Linked DNA regions of Bombyx mori: region 1 is linked to region 2. The links are chromatin contacts, called in public Hi-C maps. All regions are on one chromosome and are shown on one strand. The core of a region is the stretch at or near the end of the contact, and the rest is flanking DNA. Distances in the headings are between cores, read along the strand shown. Region 1 overlaps LOC101740963 (AT-rich interactive domain-containing protein 5B). Region 2 overlaps LOC101740963 (AT-rich interactive domain-containing protein 5B).

Region 1 (5,368 bases), core at 1,050-3,549, 61 kb after region 2:
CACCATCAGGTGGGCCGTATGCCCGTCTGCCTACAAAGGCAATAAAAAAAAAAAAAAAAAAAAAAAAAAAAAACTTGGCGTCGCTCGGTGGCTCGGAGCTAGGGGTCTTGGGCATGACGTGGGAGGAGCTAGAACAGACTGCCCAAGACCGATGTAAATGGAAAAATTTGATTCGAGCCCTACATCCCAGCAGAGGGTAATAGGAAGGAATGATAATGATGATGACACAATAAAAAAAACAAATAGGTACTATATCAGGAGGTACTTATTTGGCTTAAGCGACATTTTTGCAATTCTACAGGAGAGCCAATTAAATTTGAAAATTTGGAAAAAATATCATAACAAAACATAAACTTCTTCAGATACTTGAATGGAGTAAACATTATAGAAGTGATTTATTATTTTATACTGGTGGTAGGACCTCTTGTGAGACCGCGCGGGTAGGTAAAAAAAAAAAAGGTACCCCCACCACCACCCTGCCTATTTCTGCCGTGAAGCAGTAATGCATTTCGGTTTGAAGGGTGGGGCAGCCGTTGTAACTATACTGAGATCTTAGAACTTATATATAACGACCACACGGGAAGCGTCAGCTTTCTAATAAAAAAAGAATCATAAAAATCGATTCACCCAGTCAAAAGTTATGAAGTAAAAATAAAAAACAATAAAAAAAACATACCGTCGAATTGAGAACCTCCTCCTTTTTTGAAGTCGGTTAAAATACTCTCAATTGGACGACGGATAATGATGTATCTGTGTCGCGAAGCGGGGCAACCGCTAAGCATATCGAGACCTCATGACCTCATGTATTAAAGTAGGTCATACACGATGCGTTATATGTGCTATGAAGCAGTTTCCAACGGGGCAGTTGTTATACAGATCGAGACCTCATGACCTGAATGTCTCAAAGTGTGTCATGCACGATGCGTCATTTGTGTCGTGAAGCAGTTTCCAACGGGGCAGCCGCTATACTGATCGAGACCTCAAGACCTCATGTCTCAAGGTGGGTCATGCGCGTTACGTCGCGAACTTATCGTCACACACGTAATCAGTTCTCGATCGCTCACTAAAACTCATGAGCGGTCATGGTGCCAATAATGATAATAAGCTTCGAAATAAACATCTAAATAAATTAATAATCTATACATATAAATAAAATTGGAGTGTCTGTTTGTAATATTGAAATAACCACTTTTTACTACATGCATGCATCTCATATTTTTAAACGAGAAATTCTTGTATATAAATCTATATATATAATCTGATCTCGGAAACGGCTCCCAACGATTTTCATAAAATTTAGTATACAGGGGATTTCGGGGGCGATAAATCGATCTAGCTACGATTTATTTTCAGAAAATGTTATTTTATTCGTGTTTTCAATAATCAACTCTTCCCGACATCTATTAGCGAATAATAAAACTATTTTTCTTAATTGAGGGCAACTAGCCGCTTTAAGGACACACAAGATGGCGTTATCAATAAAAAAAAAACGAGCAAAACTCGGTCATCATCTAGTATTTTTTTACTCTATTATATAATAATAATATAATATTTGTGATTTATAATACATATTATTATATATTCGCTCCGAATTTCGGGTTCCGTACTCTCGAACTACCGATGACTTGATAACTACCGTCTGATTTGTGAATAAATAAATAAATTTCTAAAAAGATTAAACTTTAATCTGTTCACGAAAAAAACGAATCAAATAAAAAAATAAAACTTCTCGATTATCAAAAACATTAACCGGTTTAAGCCTCCCAAAACCGGTTACAAGTTCCGGTTATGGCCGGTCAATAATCCGCGCGGGGGCGCGGTACGATCGTGCGATCCTAAACCCACACGTCGTCAGACGAGGACCGACAGAAGAAGTCTGGCTTCGGTTAGCTGATTCCATCTAAAGGGGGAAATTGTCAGCTTAAGTCCCAACCACACAAAGCTGGACGAATTGACATCTGATTGACACACAGAAGGACTTGTGAGTCCGCGCGGGTAGGTACCACCATCCTGCCCAATTCTGCCGTAAGGCAGTAATGCGTTTCGGTTTGAAAGGTGGGACAGCCGTTGTAACTATACTGAGACCTTAGAAAGTATTTCTCAAGGTGGGTGGCGCATTTACGTTGTAGATGTCTATGGGCTCCGATAACCACTCAACACCAGGTGGGCTGAGAGCTCGTCTACCCAACTAGGCAATAAAAAAAGTTTTATGTGTGCGTGTTTTTAATAATTTGTTTGTACCACACCAAACACGCTGTCCGCTCCGCTCGTGCCTCGGGCCAAGTCCCGACATCATTCTATTATTAGCATTCAATCGATAAGCGAACTTAAATATGACACGAATACGTAGGTACTCAGAGTGTGCTTAGTGCGAGTTTTTTTTAACGTTCTCGATAGCGTAAAAGTTAACTCATATTGAATGGGTTCGTTTGCCTACGTTTGCCGCTAGGGGCGCTGTTCCGACTCCATACAAAATTGGGTTAACTTTTACGCTATCGAGAAAGTTAAAAAACTCGCACAAAGCACACTGAACTGCGTGAGTTTCACTCGTGGCTATCTTTTTTTTTCTTACCTAAGCTGATAGGATAGCCTTAAAAGGCTATTTCAGCGTAACCTTAGCTAATAGGTGAGCTCACGGGGCTCTAACCGGAGTGATGCCAACACTGGCCCTAGCAAGAGCAGTGCTTCGCAGAATCTACCACCGGATCGGAAACGCGACCCACTGAGAAGATCCGACGAGAAACTCAGTGGGCTGTGTCTGTAGGTTAATTCACTCGTCGAGCCCTTCGTCGCAAGCGACGGGTCCGACGAGAACGGTGCTTGAGCTACCTAAAAGCACCGTTAGTGGATCGGGAGGATCCGAAATGACGTGTCCTCCCTGAGATGTCGTAGGTCTCTTGTATTTATTTCACCGGCGAAAGTGACCCGCCCGCCAATCATAAGAAACGTCAAACAGATTTTACTTTTAATTCTCAAGTATAATCTAAATGAGTACCAAGCAGCGTTTTGCGTTCAATGAGAAGTCGGCCATTTTGTTGTCGCGTGACGTCATCGCATTGTCATATTACTACGCCCGAACGGTTTTGATACTATTAATTTATTATTATATTAATTTAACACGTGAAACAAAAACTTTGTACCCATTTTTAGGAAAATTGCGCGGATGGAGGAGCATGAAATTTAGGACACTTATAGAGAATATCGTCGTTGCCAATTTAAAATCTCCTATGTGACATTTCGGGCCAAAATAATGTTTTCATATATTATGAAAGTTATTTTGAAGTTGGTACCTATAACTCAGCAAAAACTCCCGTGTGCATACATATCTTAATATTTCACTATATTACGCGTCAATCTCAAAAAAATGCTAAGTGTCGGTTTGCATTTTATTGTAGATCAAAGTATGCTATGTGTTAAAAAAAATATTTGCATTTTTGTTCTTCAGGAGATAGTTTTATTTTAGATTTTCTCGAAAACTACATTTTAAACTCATAGGAGATTTCAAATTTGCAACGACAATATAGAGAAGTAGTGCAGAATGTTAATATTTTTTTAAATTATGCATCAAAAAAAATTTTTTTTTTTATTGCCATTGTAGGCAGTCGAGCATATGGACCACCTGATGGTGAGTGGTTACCGTCGCCCATGGACTTCAGCAATGCCAGGAGCAGAGCCAAGCCGCTGCCTACCGCTTAATACTCTCCACAAGCTTCGTTTGAAGAAGGACATGTCATAGCGCTCGGGAAACACCGTGAAGGGGAGCTCATTCCATAGCCGGATGGCACGTGGCAAAAAAAACCTCTGGAAACGCACTGTGGATGACCGCAGTGGCTCCAGGTAGTATGGATGAACTCTACTCCGGTGGCGGGCGGTGCGATGGTAAAAACGAGATGCCGGCATCATCTCGAACAATTCCTCAGAGCACTCCCCATGGAACATACGGTACAAAATACAGAGGGAACCGAAGTCCCTCCGCAGACCCAGAGGTTACCGTCGCTCATGGACGTCAGCAATGCCAGGGGCAGAGCCAAGCCGCTGCCTACCATAATAAATCAATATAAAAAAAAATTAAATCAATATAAAAAAAACATTACATACACTAACGTGTATTTGACACACACACGCATGCATACTATTTGTTTATTGTCAAACTTTTCTTATTGTTTAAAGTCTGTGGTCAAATTGAGAATAGATTAATATTGTTTGTCCTTAATATTATTTGTCTATAATGTAGTCTTGGCGAAATCTGTGATTATAGAAGTATAATAGTCTTTGACAATAGCACCATAATAATGTACAAACTTATGATTTCAATTAATTATATTCGAAGTCGTTGTGGCCTAAATGATAAGACGTCCGGTGCATTCGTGTTGAAGCGATGCACCGGTGTTCGAATCCCGCAGGCGGGTACCAATTTTTCTAATGAAATACGTACTTAACAAATGTTCACGATTGACTTCCACGGTGAAGTAATAACATCGTGTAATAAAAATCAAACTCGCAAAATTATAATTTGCGTAATTACTGTGGTAGGACCTCTTGTGAGTCAATGCGGATAGGTACCACCACCCTGCCTATTTCTGCCGTGAAGCAGTAATGCGTTTCGGTTTGAAGGGTGGGGCAGCCGTTGTAACTATACTGAGACCTTAGAACTCATCTCAAGGTGGGTGGTGCATTTACGTTGTTGATGTCTATGGGCTCCAGTAACCACTTAACGCCAGGTAGGCGGCCCCAGTATGCAGGAACTGCGCATCAGCCAAACTCGGAGACACCGAGCACAACGCATTTAGTGCTGAGTGCCCAGTGCGGCGAAAATGGGACGCGCTAGCCAGGGCTACAACGGCGTACTGCTAAGGGCGACCACAGTGGACAGCATGGCTCACCATCCCACAGTAAAACCCCAGAGACGGAGACCAAAATCTACAAATTGGCCCAGGTTAACCTCCAACGCAAGGAACTTGCAACAAATGAGGTCATAATAGAAGCCAACAAAACGAAGTTCGACTTCGTGCTAGTACAAGAACCGTACGTGGGTGGTAGGAGAGTGGTTAAGAATTACCGGGGAGTGAGGGTCTTCCAGGCCGATGGCAAAGACAAAGTAGTGAAAGCGGCGATAATGATATTAAATCCAGATATATACGCCAGAGCTCACCCAAAGTATACAACAAACAACATCGCCGTGGTGGAAGTCGGAGCTGAAGACTGGAAGACTACACTCATATCCGTATATTTTGAACCAGACCAACAGGTTGACGACTACCTCTTCCACCTAAGTCGCGCAATCGGAGAGCTTGGACCGAAGTCCATTATTGTTGGAGGCGACATAAACGCCAAGAGTATCTGGTGGGGTAGTAAAACCACAGACAGT
Region 2 (4,905 bases), core at 460-2,959:
TCTCCGAACTCTGAAGGCGATTATTGATTTAAATTGTGTCTTCGAAAATATCGGTATTGTGTGTGTTCAGTGCTCGCGATGCGCACACACACACAGACGCGCGATAGTGGTGCTTGTCGAACTTCAACGAGGCAGGGCTGTCGGAAGCTCCGTAATTGAGGGCCGGGCTTCGGAAGCTTGGAGAGCGTGCTTGCTAAGTGCGAGTTTTTTTTAACGTTAACTGGTGGTAGGACCTCTTGTGTACTGGTGGTAGGACCTCTTGTGAGTCCGCACGGGTAGGTACCACCGCCCTGCCTGTTTCTGCCGTGAAGCAGTAATGCGTTTCTGTTTGAAGGGTGGAGCAGCCGTTGTAACTATACTCGAGATCTTTAGAACTTCTCAAGGAGTGTGGCGCTTTTACGTCGTAGATGTCTATGAGCTCCAGTAATCATCTAAGACCGGGTGGGCTGCGAGCTCGTCCACCCATCTAAGAAAAAAAAAACAAAGGAACTAAGACCAATTAACTTAAAGTGTATATCTATACATATACTTATTCACTGGTGGCAGGACCTCTTGTGAGTCCGCACGGGTAGGTACCACCACCCTGCCTATTTCCGCCGTTAATCAGTAATGCGTTTCGGCTCGAAGGGTGGGGCAGCCGTTGTAACTATACTGAGACCTTACAACTTAGTGGGTGGTGGGTGGCGCATTTGCGTTGTAGATGTCTATGGGCTCCAGTAACCACTTAACACCAGGTGGGCTGTGAGCTCGCCAATCAATCAAAGAAATAAAAAAAATAAAAAATGCACTACTACCCTTAAGCATCAAACGATCGTCCTCGCCGGAAATTTTCAAGTTCAAATTAAACTCGCACTACCTTGCACAATAATATGGCTCCTACGATATAACTGTACAAGTTGCTACTTATTTTGTATTTACTTGGATATTTTTAGTATTTATTTCTATTTAATCGTATGTAAGTCTATCTTATATTGTATTTATTTTTAACATATGTATATAAGTATATATTTTTATGTAAGTTTATTAAGATATAGCACCGCCCCGTTCGCTTATTCCTCTCCCTGCAAGGTTGCCTGGAAGAGATCGCTTTCAGCGATAAGGACGCCAATTTATGTCACCGTCTATTATTTGTTTTATATACTTACTCTGTACATATGACGTTAAATAAAGTGTTAATTTATTATTATTATTAAAAAAATAGCACCAAAACCGCGTGCTTATTTATGTAGCGCATCGCCAACCCTGACCTCACGCACACACTCAAAACAACGGATATATGAAACCGAATGCTTGTCAAACTAAATGGATACGCGATTAGGGTTGTCCGAAACAACGGATTATCGACTGTCGATGTCGATGATCGCATTGTGTTTTCGTAATAGCTGTACGTACGTCATCACGTGAGCCCGCATGGATAGGTACCACCGTCTCGCCTACTTCTGCCACGAAGCTATAATGCGTGGTATGCAAGCCCTTGTACTATAGAACTGATACTTAGAACTTATGTCTCGAGGTAAGTGGCGGCATTTACGCTGTAGATGTCTATCCAGTAACCGCTTAGCACCAGGTGAGTCGTGAGCTCGTTCCCATCTACTGCGAAAATGAAAAAGTAAAGTTATATTTCGTAATTTAACAAAAGTTTTGTAGTGATGCTAAAGTTATAATAAACACTTCATCGACATTGAATTAGTCCCGTCACTACGCGTTAGCACGGAGAGGTATGTTCGTATTATTATTAGCAGAGATAAAGGCCGTTGCACACCGGCGCCAAAAAAATAATAATAATTAAACTCACAATACCCTGCAGCTCTGTACTGATCCCTAGCTCTTCTCGTACACAAACAGACACAGATCCGACCTACATCTAGCCTCTAGTCCTATACTACACTACTGTAGACACAGTCCCCTGCAGCTCTGTACTGATTCCGAGCTCTTCTCGTACACAAACAGACACAGATCCGACCTACATCTAATTGAGAGTCCTATACTACCCTACTGTAGACACAGTCCTCTGCAGCTCTGTACTGATCCTGAGCTCTTCTCGTACACAAACAGACACAGATCCGACCTACATCTAATTGAGAGTCCTATACTACCCTACTGTAGACACAGTCCTCTGCAGCTCTGTACTGATCCTGAGCTCTTCTCGTACACAAACAGACACAGATCCGACCTACATCTAATTGAGAGTCCTATACCACCCTACTGTAGACACAGTCCCCTGCAGCTCTGTACTGATCCTGAGCTCTTCTCGTACACAAACAGACACAGATCCGACCTACATCTAATTGAGAGTCCTATACCACCCTACTGTAGACACAGTCCCCTGCAGCTCTGTACTGATCCTGAGCTCTTCTCGTACACAAACAGACACAGATCCGACCTACATCTAATTGAGAGTCCTATACCACCCTACTGTAGACACAGTCCCCTGCAGCTCTGTACTGATCCTGAGCTCTTCTCGTACACAAACAGACACAGATCCGACCTACATCTAATTGAGAGTCCTATACTACCCTACTGTAGACACAGTTCCCTGCAGCTCTGTACTGATTCCGAGCTCTTCTCGTACAGAAACAGACACGTATCCGACCTACATCTAGGCGAGAGTACTACTAACAGCATGTCTACATTACTGTAGACACAGTCCTTTACAGCTCTGTACTGATCCCTAGTTCTCCTAGAGGCGGGTGAGGTCGCGGGAATCACCTAGCTCCCAGTCTATATAAATACATGAAACATTAAAATATCTTCAACGTAACCTACACATGAGGCTAAAATCGGAAATCGACTTTTACTCGGACCAAATGGTTTTGATACTTGAAATATTTCATAATAAATTTTCTTTGAAAAATTAAACTTATAAAATGTGAATTATCCTAAACTTCTTCTGAATTATTGTAATATATATTTCGTAAGTGGAATTTAAAATTAATATCTTTAAAGATCTTACATACAGTTTAAATGCCGTAGAAGTAAAGCAACTTACTTACATATACATATAATTTACGAATGTTTTCACGCCCCATTGATTTGTTTTTTAAAGAAAACATTTTCTATAATAAACCGTTTGATAATTGTCAATTTATGTGTATAGTATAATTAAAAGAAAAACCAAAAGTATTAAATTCAATTATAGAAAGATTAAACAGTACATCGCATGTCCACATAAAAGCGTTTCCATTACGAAATCATGTGACACTGTGTCATTTGAATTTGGCGTTATCTGACACTGTGTCCGCTTTTACTATGAAACTTCAACGTAGCTGGAAAACGATGCACTCGTGGAACGCGACAGCAAATTTTATATTTGCCGTTCAATAATATTTTGTGAGCCTTAACTTAAGCGGATAAGGACGTAATCTTCGAAAATGGAACTTATAGTAAATTTGTACAATTAGTTCTGTGTTCGTGTGTGTGTATTGAAACCGGAATGCCTTGCACTTACGAAAGTCAAACAAAAATATAGATGTGGCATTTTTATTGATTAGGTGTTGTGATGTTTCTTTTAACAAGTCCTTTTTTTATTGCATATATGAGTGGACGAGCTCACAACCCACCTGGTTTTAAGTGATTACCGGAGCCCAGATACATCTACAACGTAAATGCCACCACCCAACTTGAGATATGAGTTATGAGGTCTCAGTATAGTTACAACGGCTGCCCCACGCTTGAAACCGAACCGCATTACTGCTTCACGCCAGAAATATGCAATTACTGGTGGTAGGACCTCTTGTGAGTCCGCACGGGTAGGTACCAACACCCTGTCCATTTCTGCCGTGAAGCAGTAATGCGTTTCGGTTTGAAGGGCGGGGTAGCCGTTGTAACTATACTGACACCTTAGAACTTATATCTCAAGATGGGTGGCGCATTTACGTTGTAGATGTCTATAGGCTCCAGTAACCGCTTAACACCAGGTGGGCTGTAAACTCGTCCACCCATTTAAGCAATAAAAAAAACGTCTAAATAATACAGAAGAAAAATCACATGGGATTAAACCATATCAAACGAACGTTTTTGATAAAAATTATCTATTTATTGCTCAACACTGTTTCCACTCGCGCATATCTCATTGTCTTCTGAGATGATAAAACAGATAAAATAAGATGACAGTAAAAAACACCATATCATTAAAACAACAACAATGAATCCAAAATTTACATTTGACAAATGTGAGGACTTTTTGGCGGGAGCGCGGGGAGCGAATTGTTTTATTTTGTCTATTTAGTGTTTCTTCAGGTTTAAATGTGTAATAACGGTGGTTTGTTAACTGTTTAGAATCAGTGAAAGTGGAATAATGTGGTCAAAATAAAACAAAGCTGCCGGACATAGCTTCTCGGGACCCTCATAAAAGTCCATTGAAAAAATCTCAGTAAATGACCACAATTTTACTGAGACTATATTTCATCCCATAAAATCTCATCTCATTTAATTTAATTTCAATTGATTATTGTTCCCAATTAATCAACTTAATTTTATTTCAATGCATATTTTCATTTTTTATCATAAATAAAAAATACAAGATTAGGCCGTATGGTATGATACCTTTGCCTTTCCAGTTGGAGAAATAGAACTACTATTATTTTGACAAGTGTCACTTTGACAGTTGACAAAAGACTAATATTAGTGTGGATCAGGCCCCTGAAACTGCGATACTCTAAGACAAATATTTTGTTGTATGGAAACTAGCGACATCTTGTAGCAGATGCCCCTAAACGTATATGCTGTTAAAGTTAATGCATTTAATTATTGTATAACTAAACACAGAAAATAAAATAAAATATAAATCAAACAAGTCTTTATTTGTTGTACAAAATATACAAAATCCTTTATTGAAAATAAAATATAGGATAAGTAATATGTTACTGCCATCTACAGGAGCAATGAGAAACTAATCGAAGCGAA

What was found. Hi-C and Micro-C count contacts between places; a contact is called where the count stands out from the background.
Region 1: a Hi-C map of midgut shows a contact between it and region 2, with 1.6 times the contacts expected there. The contact joins two enhancer-like sites. A contact is called at or near these places in 2 of 7 Hi-C or Micro-C datasets (midgut and whole pupa).

What each region holds. Positions count from the first base shown.
Region 1 is chr24:18,370,007-18,375,374 of ASM3026992v2, forward strand. The region is part of intron 3 of LOC101740963 (AT-rich interactive domain-containing protein 5B); the gene reads left to right. Among protein-coding and RNA genes, the nearest start is that of LOC101740817, 53 kb to the right of the region's middle. Within about 2 kb of position 2,300, at least 7 of the 8 cell types and tissues checked have open chromatin away from gene starts, as enhancers often do.
Region 2 is chr24:18,309,327-18,314,231 of ASM3026992v2, forward strand. The region is part of intron 1 of LOC101740963 (AT-rich interactive domain-containing protein 5B); the gene reads left to right. Among protein-coding and RNA genes, the nearest start is that of LOC101740963, 3.7 kb to the left of the region's middle. Within about 2 kb of position 1,710, at least 8 of the 8 cell types and tissues checked have open chromatin away from gene starts, as enhancers often do.